2 separate regions of the Gossypium arboreum genome follow, and region 1 is linked to region 2. A link is a contact called in public Hi-C data. All regions are on one chromosome and are shown on one strand. Each heading gives the region's core, a stretch centred on a gene start, on an enhancer-like site or on the middle of the called end of the contact. The rest is flanking DNA. Distances are from core to core; before and after follow the strand shown.

The links. A called contact is a pair of places that touch in the nucleus more often than the background predicts.
Region 1: a contact with region 2 is called in a Hi-C map of leaf, with 7 times the contacts expected there. The contact joins the promoter of LOC108473972 here to the promoter of LOC108470438 in region 2. A contact is called at or near these places in 2 of 5 Hi-C or Micro-C datasets (both in leaf).

The regions. Positions count from the first base shown.
Region 1 is chr11:15,006,796-15,010,853 of ASM2569848v2, forward strand. It overlaps LOC108473972 (fructokinase-1-like), which reads right to left and starts at 1,737. Exons shown (of 6, transcript XM_017775813.2): 1 at 1,418-1,737; 2 at 1-1,233. It overlaps LOC128284645 (U1 spliceosomal RNA), which reads left to right and starts at 1,608; the gene lies at 1,608-1,768.
Region 2 is chr11:14,816,565-14,821,084 of ASM2569848v2, forward strand. LOC108470438 (transcription factor UNE12-like) reads left to right here and starts at 1,913. Exons shown (of 7, transcript XM_017771748.2): 1 at 1,913-2,571; 2 at 3,779-3,898; 3 at 4,452-4,517. The coding sequence starts at 2,221.

The DNA of each region.
Region 1 (4,058 bases), core at 487-2,986, 190 kb after region 2:
TTGAGAGCAGTAATAGAAATGAGTGAAAGTCGGGATAGTTGAAGTTAATTTAAAGGGAAAGTAAGGAGGATTGACTCGTTTTTTCTGGCAAAGTAGACGTTGCGAGTCTTTTAAGCATATTTCAAGTTGACGATTGAGTAGAGAATGGTTGAATGGAATGAAATTTCATTTTTCATAAATTTGGTTCAATAGGTTGGAAATGATGGATGTCAAATTTTCAAACCCATGGATTCAAATCAATAAATTACAAGGGTGTGATTGTCAAAGTTCGCATAACACTAATCAAAACTGGTTTATGAAAACAAAAGAATATATTATACAAGTATTATTGATTATCTTATATAACATCCAAAAGTCATAAAATATATTCGAAATTCCTAAATATAAAAAATCAAGAAGTGAAACTGTATCATTCGAAAAACTCAACTAAACCCAACCCAACCAAACTCATCTCTATTACCATATTGTACTAAATTGACAGCGGACACTGATAATATCTTAGTATAACAAGTATCATATTCATGCTTGTGTCTGATGCAGAGACAAATATAGGTCATAGAGAATGCAAGTAATGTAGCATTAACTGCAAATTCAACACAGCGCTTGCCAGACAACGTTAAAAGATTAAAAAGCACTAGGAAAAGAAAGTTTCATGAAGATGAACTCAATCTCCAAAATAAGTGCTAGGTGGAGAGTGAGACAAGTAGGCATAAAACTCATGCAGCTAATTTTCTGCTGTTAATGCTTCTTAATTAGCTTGTGCAAAGACATAATTATGAGTAAGTATGCATCCATGTGCTTATTATAAACTAAATTTACAAATATACGAAATGAACTTGAACATTATGTTAAGGTGATCACAGATGACTGAACAAGCTATATAACTTTTTACTCTGCAATGAAACCCACAAAAGTACTGTTAGATAAGACTTCTAATTACTTCACACCTGTTGCAACTAATGGATAATCAATTGATATGCAAATACAATTGGAAGAGAAGTATTAGTCTTTGTGGATGTTGATAATGGTTGGAACAGATGGTCTGTATGCATCATCATCATCAGATTGCGAATTCAAACTAACATTATCCCCAGAGAATGGCGTTTCTACCCCATTAATCTGAATAGAATAGACCTGCAGTGGTACCTTCACCGTCCAGAAGCTGACGGTAATCACATCTTTGACTGTCAATTCTCAGCTAATCAGTGCTCAGCACTGCACACCTCCGAGCTTCTGCAAAAAGAGGCAAAAAGGAAACCATTTTTTGATTTAACCCAAAAATGATGCTCAATTTCTCAACAAGACCAATGAAGCTTTAAAGCGAAACTAGAAACCAGTAAAAGCCAAATAAAGAAGAAAAGCATTTTATCTTAAAACAAAGGGCTGCCTGAAGCCCTTCATTAGGGAAGAAACCCACCCACAAGTTGGAAGTCTTAACTAGCAGTTGCCGAGTCTCAGAAACACATTCACAGAAAAAATTCCATCTTTCCTCACCGACATGTTGGGTTTATTATTTATGTTTTTAAGTTATTTGTCCCACATCGTGCTGCATAAGGAGATTAGTGCTAGGAGAACTTATAAAAGGAATGTGAGCACCAACGTTAAACTCACTTACCTGGACGGGGCGTATGGGCGATCAATGAGGCCCATGGCCTAGGTTGGCGACTCACATTGCACTTGGTGAGGGCGCCAGCTTAACATCTCCCCAAGTGGGAGAGTGTACGTCATAATTTGTGAGAGAGGGGGCCTGCGTACGCGCGGTCCCTACCAAATATAATAATTTAAAATTTTGCTATTTAGAGTATGTTCGGTTGGGAGAATGTAAATGGATTACGGTACTTCAATTGTTTGGTCGATCGTCCCTTTACTGAATGGATGATTGACCGTGTGAAATAAAAAATTAACCCCAAATTCTCACCATCTAAACCGACAGCCCTCTCATCCATCCTCGTTATATATTTTAAGCATGTCCTTCAAGGGCAGCGTTAAGAGCTGAGCCCATGGAGTAAGTGTTAGACTTGGATATTCCAAATACATGGATTGGAGTATAATAGTTCTATTATATATACTTCTGATTATATTCCTTCTACATCTTTTATTTTTGCGTATGTTCACTGCTTGCTCAAAAATTGCTTATTGGCTGTGAAATTGTATTGTTCACAAAGCTTTATAGAATTTTGTCTCCTGTATTCAGTTTTATACGTGGTCATTTACAAATTAATCAGGCCATAGTTAGCACCATTTCCTTTTAAGTGCTGCGACACTTCTTTGAGTTTTTAAATCAGAAGCATATTTAATGTGCTACTTGAGGTTAAAAATGTCAATAGTTTCCTTTATTTGTGCTAATAACTGTTATCATCGACGGTTTAAGGAAAGCCTTAACGCAATCCGTGAATAGAAGTACTAGAAATTGCGATTAAAAGTGCCTATATGGGCTTTACTTGAGACTTGGTTTTACTTGCTGGGAGTTCGCCGGCAGTTGCTGCTCTTGTATCAGCAAGTTGTTAAATTCGACCAATATGAATTCTAATGCGTGAATATAATCAGTTTACTTCCACTACAGTATTTTTTGGTTCAGCACAAATATGTCATGATTTCTTAAGATTAAAGAATTGAATCATTGGTCATGCATCATAAAAGTTACTGTCCTGCTCATGCAATATTATGAACCTGTTAATTGCATGCATATGAATGGATACTAGGAGCTCTTATGGTTAGCCATTGTTGGAGGTTTCGTTAAAATTTGGGGAGGAAGATAAAAGATGAATTTGGGAGAAAGAAGAGACCAACCAAGATGAAGAAGATGGAGAAAATAAAAAATTCTTTTTAATATATAATTTAATATAAAATATTATTTCAAAATTTCAAAAAATATAAATATAAAATATTTTAATATTTTATATTTAAATATTATTCTTTAATATTAAATTGATGTGAAAAATACATTAAAATATTAAAGGGCCTATTCGTCATTTGAGCTTTTTTTATTATTATTATATATCTATTTCTCTCAACTAAACGCATAAATACTATGATAATACTCATTCAATTATGACATTGTTCCATTCCCACGGAATGGTTATTTTATTATAGTCCTATTTCATTTTAGTGAACCAAACGTGCTATAAGAGATTTAGTGCATAAAAATAGTAGGGTTTTTATTGAATGATTAGCTTATATAGGCCTAACAAAATTTCAATGTATCTCATTTATTCCTAACTTTAACAATTTCGCATTTGAGTTTTCAACATGAACCCGATATTTGGAACTGTTTTTGAGAACTGTGATCAATTAATTTATAAAGCCTTTACAGCTTTGTTTTGACTATCAATGGATATGAAAAGTGGCTTTCTTTGAGTTTTGTTTTTTCATACTTTTGTTTTGTCTAAATGGAACGATAATATTGATTCAATTAAGACTCGATACATAGTGAATTTATAGGCATCAAATTTTAAGAGCGCTTCAATACAAGTCGAGGGTTCCCCACAAAAGCACAAATCTTTCTATTACAAACGGTGCTTTAGTTATCCTGTTGAAAGTTGTTCTCTAGTTGAGCTAACTGGTTTGCACTTTGGTTACCCTCCCTATAAATGTGCTTGAGTGAAGTCGAAACGAACTTAGACATTAGTGACCTGCAACCATTCACAAGTGTAGACGAAACAAGATTTGTTAGTTTCACTATTACAGATAAAACTAACATCAGTAGTGGCATCACTTTCAAATTCAAGATGAGCAATATTGTGATGTAAAGCTAAGGCTAACCCATCGCTAATTGCCCAAAGTAAAGCTTCGACACTGGTGACGAGCAAAATATGCCTGAAGCATCCTCCAATCCATTTGCCTCTATCATTTCTGATTAAAGTGCTAGCCTTTCCCTTTCCTTGGTTACCAATAGATGATCCATTAGTGTTTAATTTAAAAACCCCTTATGCTAGAGGGACCCAAGTTATCAGGGTTATGTTAGGAAGGAGTACCCGACCCGATCGTCAGGTTTGAGCTTCAACATGCCACATTCATTACCGGAGCAACTACGATCACATTTCCAATCAATTCAACCA
Region 2 (4,520 bases), core at 663-3,162:
TAGTGAAGAAGGATCAGAACTGTCAGACAGCAGAATAGGGGTGATTTTAAAAAAATAAACTGTACTTATTGGCTAAACCAAAAATTCTGTAAATTTTATGGTAAGAAGATATATGAGTCTAATTTCAGGGAAAATTAACAGATCTTAGTTTGGAGTTCCGTAGCTCAAGTTATAAATGATTTAGTGACTATGACTCAAATAGACAGCTTTGAATAAACTATAAATAATAATAATGAAATTATAGAAATTATTGCATATGAACATGAAATGTATTAAATTGATAATTAAATTTATTTATTTAGATCCAGAAGATTCAAATACGAAGCTAGATCGAGAAAAGGAAAAAGTTCAAGATTAGTAGATTTTTGTACACGAACAAGTATCAAGGTAAGTTCATGTAACTTGAATTATATTCTTAAATGCTTGAAATGTATGTTATTGATGTGAATATGATTTGAAAGTTCATTGTATGAAAATTTATGAAACATTGATATATTTGATAAAAAATGGGAAGAAATCTCGGTTGAATGAAAAGAAATTTCGATGGATCTCTGAAAAGAAATTGACTATAAAAAGGATCTAGCCCGGACGGGTGATCCTATCCTGATATAACCCTCCTGAAGAATATGTGAAAAATGGATTTAGCCCGGACGGGTAATCCGAATTAGGGTCTGAATTTAGCCTGGACTGGTAATTTAGATCCACGCTCATTAGAGTAATTGTCGTTGCAGGGGATTTAGCCTGGACTAGTAATCCCAACAATACTCTATGAGTTTATATTCTGAGGATTTAGCCTGACCGGTAATCCCATGTAAGGATGAGGTTCATGAGTGTGCTCTCTGAAATGGAAATGTGCATACATGAATATGAATTGACAGACCCGAAAATGTACACTAAAAGTGTACCTCTGAAAATCCATCGAAAATTCCAAGAAATTCAACGGGATAAATATGAAAAAAAAATATAAGGAAATGGAAATCATGGTATTGATGAGCTCATCAATCATAGTATATATTATTGGTACATGGAAATTATTGTACTAACTTGAATGTTGAGTTTGTGCATGTTAGGGTAATAATGCATTGAATGGATATATGAATGCTTATTGTATTGTATTGAAAATATTAGGTAAGTATAATTCTTGTTACATGAGCTTACTAAGCACAAAGTGCTTACCCTGTTTCCTTTCTCCTGTTTTGTAGTATTAAGAGCTCGGAGGTCGGATTTGGTCGAAGACACATCACACTATCAACCTCAGGATTTCGGTATATAAAAAAACTTTATTTTGGAAATCAATGGCATATATAAGCTAATAAAGTAAATGATTCTGCGAAATGAATGTAAGGTCAGCCAATTGTATGGCTAACAAATCTTGGTTTTGGTATGCGATGATGTTATCTTATAAATATGCGTGAATATATATGCGTTAACCTATATTGAAAATATGTTGAATTGAATTGGTTGATGTGGATTATTTTTAGTTTAAAATTTCAGGGAAGGTTAGATATTTATAAAATGGGTTATATTGAAAAAAAAAATTAACTTGTAAACTCTAGTAATATCTCGTACCCTATTTCGACAATAAATACAGATAGGGGTATTACATTTACAATTATATCTTACTATTGCTATTGTCATAATTACCAACCCCCCGCCAAAAAAAAAAAATACAAAGTTAGACTAAATAAATTCATAAAACCTTGTCAAGCTTGGGACTTATTGGCAACCCCATTTTGTTAATCAGCGTAAATTTTTTTACTTTAATTTTTCTTTTTTCCCTTTTTTACAAAAAAAAAAAAAGCATCACATTTGTCACAATGATAAGTCAAATGATGATATGGCACCTCATTAAAATAAAGATGAATATTTTAGATTTTATTGAAAATAATATCATGTGAGGGCGGGTGCATGATTACGAAATGCTAGAACAAAAAACCCAACACTCTTTTTCATTCCTCTGTTTTTCTCTCTCCCACTTTCCGTTTCTCTTTCAGAAAAAGGAAAGTTCAAGCTAAGCTAAAACTCTGAACTTTCCCTTTCTTAGTCTCCTCAGGGACAGAGAAAGATCAAACGAAAGGAAAAGAAAAAGACTTCTTCTTTTTTTTCCCTAAAAGAAAAGTTTATCTTTTTTTGTTTGGTTCGATTCTCTTTAGCCATTTCCTTTTTGCATGTAGATGCTCTTTGGTAGCCTTAACTCGCCACTTCGACTCACTTCAATCCATGGCTAATAACCCCAACGAGTCCCCCGCTGATGATTTCCTCGAACAAATCCTCGGACTCCCCCACTTCGCGCCTACTGAGACTGGCTTAGCGGGGCCCGACGGTAGATTGTCTGGAAACGCCACGACGGCTGGAGCGCCAATGCATCTGCAGCTTAGCTCCGGCGGTGGCACCGGACACATCGGCGCAATAGGCGGCGGTGGAGGCGGTGCGTTTCACGGACAGGTTTTTCCATTGGGATTGAGCTTGGAGCAAGGAAAAGGTGGGTTTTTGAAGCCCGAGGAAGCATCCGGTAGCAGCAAGCGCTTCCGCGACGAGGTTGTTGATGGCAGAGCTTTTTCTGTTAAAAACGTAAGAAAAAAAAATAGTAATCTATGAATTCTTTGTATTTTTCATTTAATAATTTGCCCTTGTGTCATTGTGTTTGTTTGGTTCCCTAAAAGGATAAAAATACTGATTTTAAATAGTAAATTCGTTTTAGAAACTTAAGTAAGGAGCTAAGCTAATATTTGATAAATTTCTTTATTTCTCTTTTTCCCACTAACTAAAGCATGTTTTATTGTCCTTGTTACATTATTATTTTTTCTTTTTATTGTCGACTGTGGGTGACAGCGAATTTGTCTGTTTGATTTTATTATTATCATGTTGTTATGTCATGTGTGTTTGTGTCTAATAGCAGAGAAGACAAGAGAAAGAATGACAAATATTTGGAGCAGGGTGGGTTGGGAGTTACTGTTGTGAGATGCCATGTTTCGGTAATTGACAAAGGAAAGGATACATGAAGGTTCTTCTAGGACTTTTTAAGAGACATAATCTAATTGGCAGTTGATCATTATTCAATTATTCAATCAAGCATGAGTCTGAATCAACTGCTGGTTAGCGGCAAACCTGCACAAGCAAATAAACAAGAGTAAAAAGGAAGTTTTACTTTTCTAGGAGTAGAGAACACATGGTTGAAACTTGAAACTTTCAAGCTAGGGACAGAAAATTTTGTAATATCTCTCCTTTGTGTTGCACCAAAGGCCGTATAAGTGACTGGTAGACTGTCGTTGCTTCCTTAATTTGTATTAAAATTATACTTTTTCAATTGAATTTGGAATATTTTCCTTTGGTAGGTTTCATGTCCCTAGTTGCCAAAATATGTCAACATCTAATAAGAGTTCAGTTACCTGTGGAAGTTGTCAAATTTCGGAACAGTCTTGTTATGTTGGAAAATGTGGAGAAGTTAAAATTATTACAGAAGAAAGAGGGATCTGAGATTCCTTTTTCTTATTAAAATAGATTGAAAGTATTAGTCACGGTCAAGACATTTTATCATAGGGAGCTATCCGTCAAGATTTTTGTTCATTTTTCCACAGCTGCATGCTTAGAATCCAGATATTTATTTTTAAATAACAATAAGATTGTTGTCTCCTCAATCGATTATCTGCTTTAATGATATTTCTTCATTTACCCTTTTTTTTTTCTTACCTTGACGAGAGGAGAGATGGTGTTGATGTTAGTTGTACCTTCTTCTATAAATTCTATAATTGGTGATACGACTTGTATAACTTTCCAGGTTTTCCATGGACAACCAGTGCCAGCTACTGTTGCTGCTGGACCACATCCACCACCAATGCGTCCGAGGGTGAGGGCTAGACGAGGACAGGCCACAGATCCACATAGCATTGCTGAGCGGGTAAGCTTGAGTGTTTATAAATAATCACAGTAAACATGGGACTGACATAATATATTACAGGGCGGTAATTCAGCTGAATGTTTCTGTCCTTGAAACAAAAGACATGACTAAGTTAGTTCCTTATCTGAGAAAATATTCAAAAGCAACAATTGCTATATTGTGTGTTTTAAATAGTGAGTTATTTGGTCAGATAAGGTGTTTAAATGAATTTGTATTTTTAAATACCATTTCTGTTGTTTGGTTGATATGCAATGTAGAAGTAATCTCACCGAAAAGAATTATATTTTAAGAGCATTTTTCTTTGAGTATGTGTATTTCGGCAATGGAAAGAAAAAGATTACTGATAATTTCTATCGGAGAAAAGTCCTATAGACTATAGAGAAATAAGGAAGATATATAAAATCCCTTATATAAATCAGGTTTTGTGCTAGCAGTTGGTGAAGTTGCAGTTCATTGCCACTCGTGTTGTGAAACTGCAAAAGTCAACCTGCTCAACAAATGCTGCATCTATGACTAAACATATTGAACTTTTCAACTTTCTCCTTTGGTACAGTTGCGCAGGGAGAGAATTGCCGAAAGAATCCGGGCATTGCAGGAACTTGTTCCTAGTGTTAACAAGGTC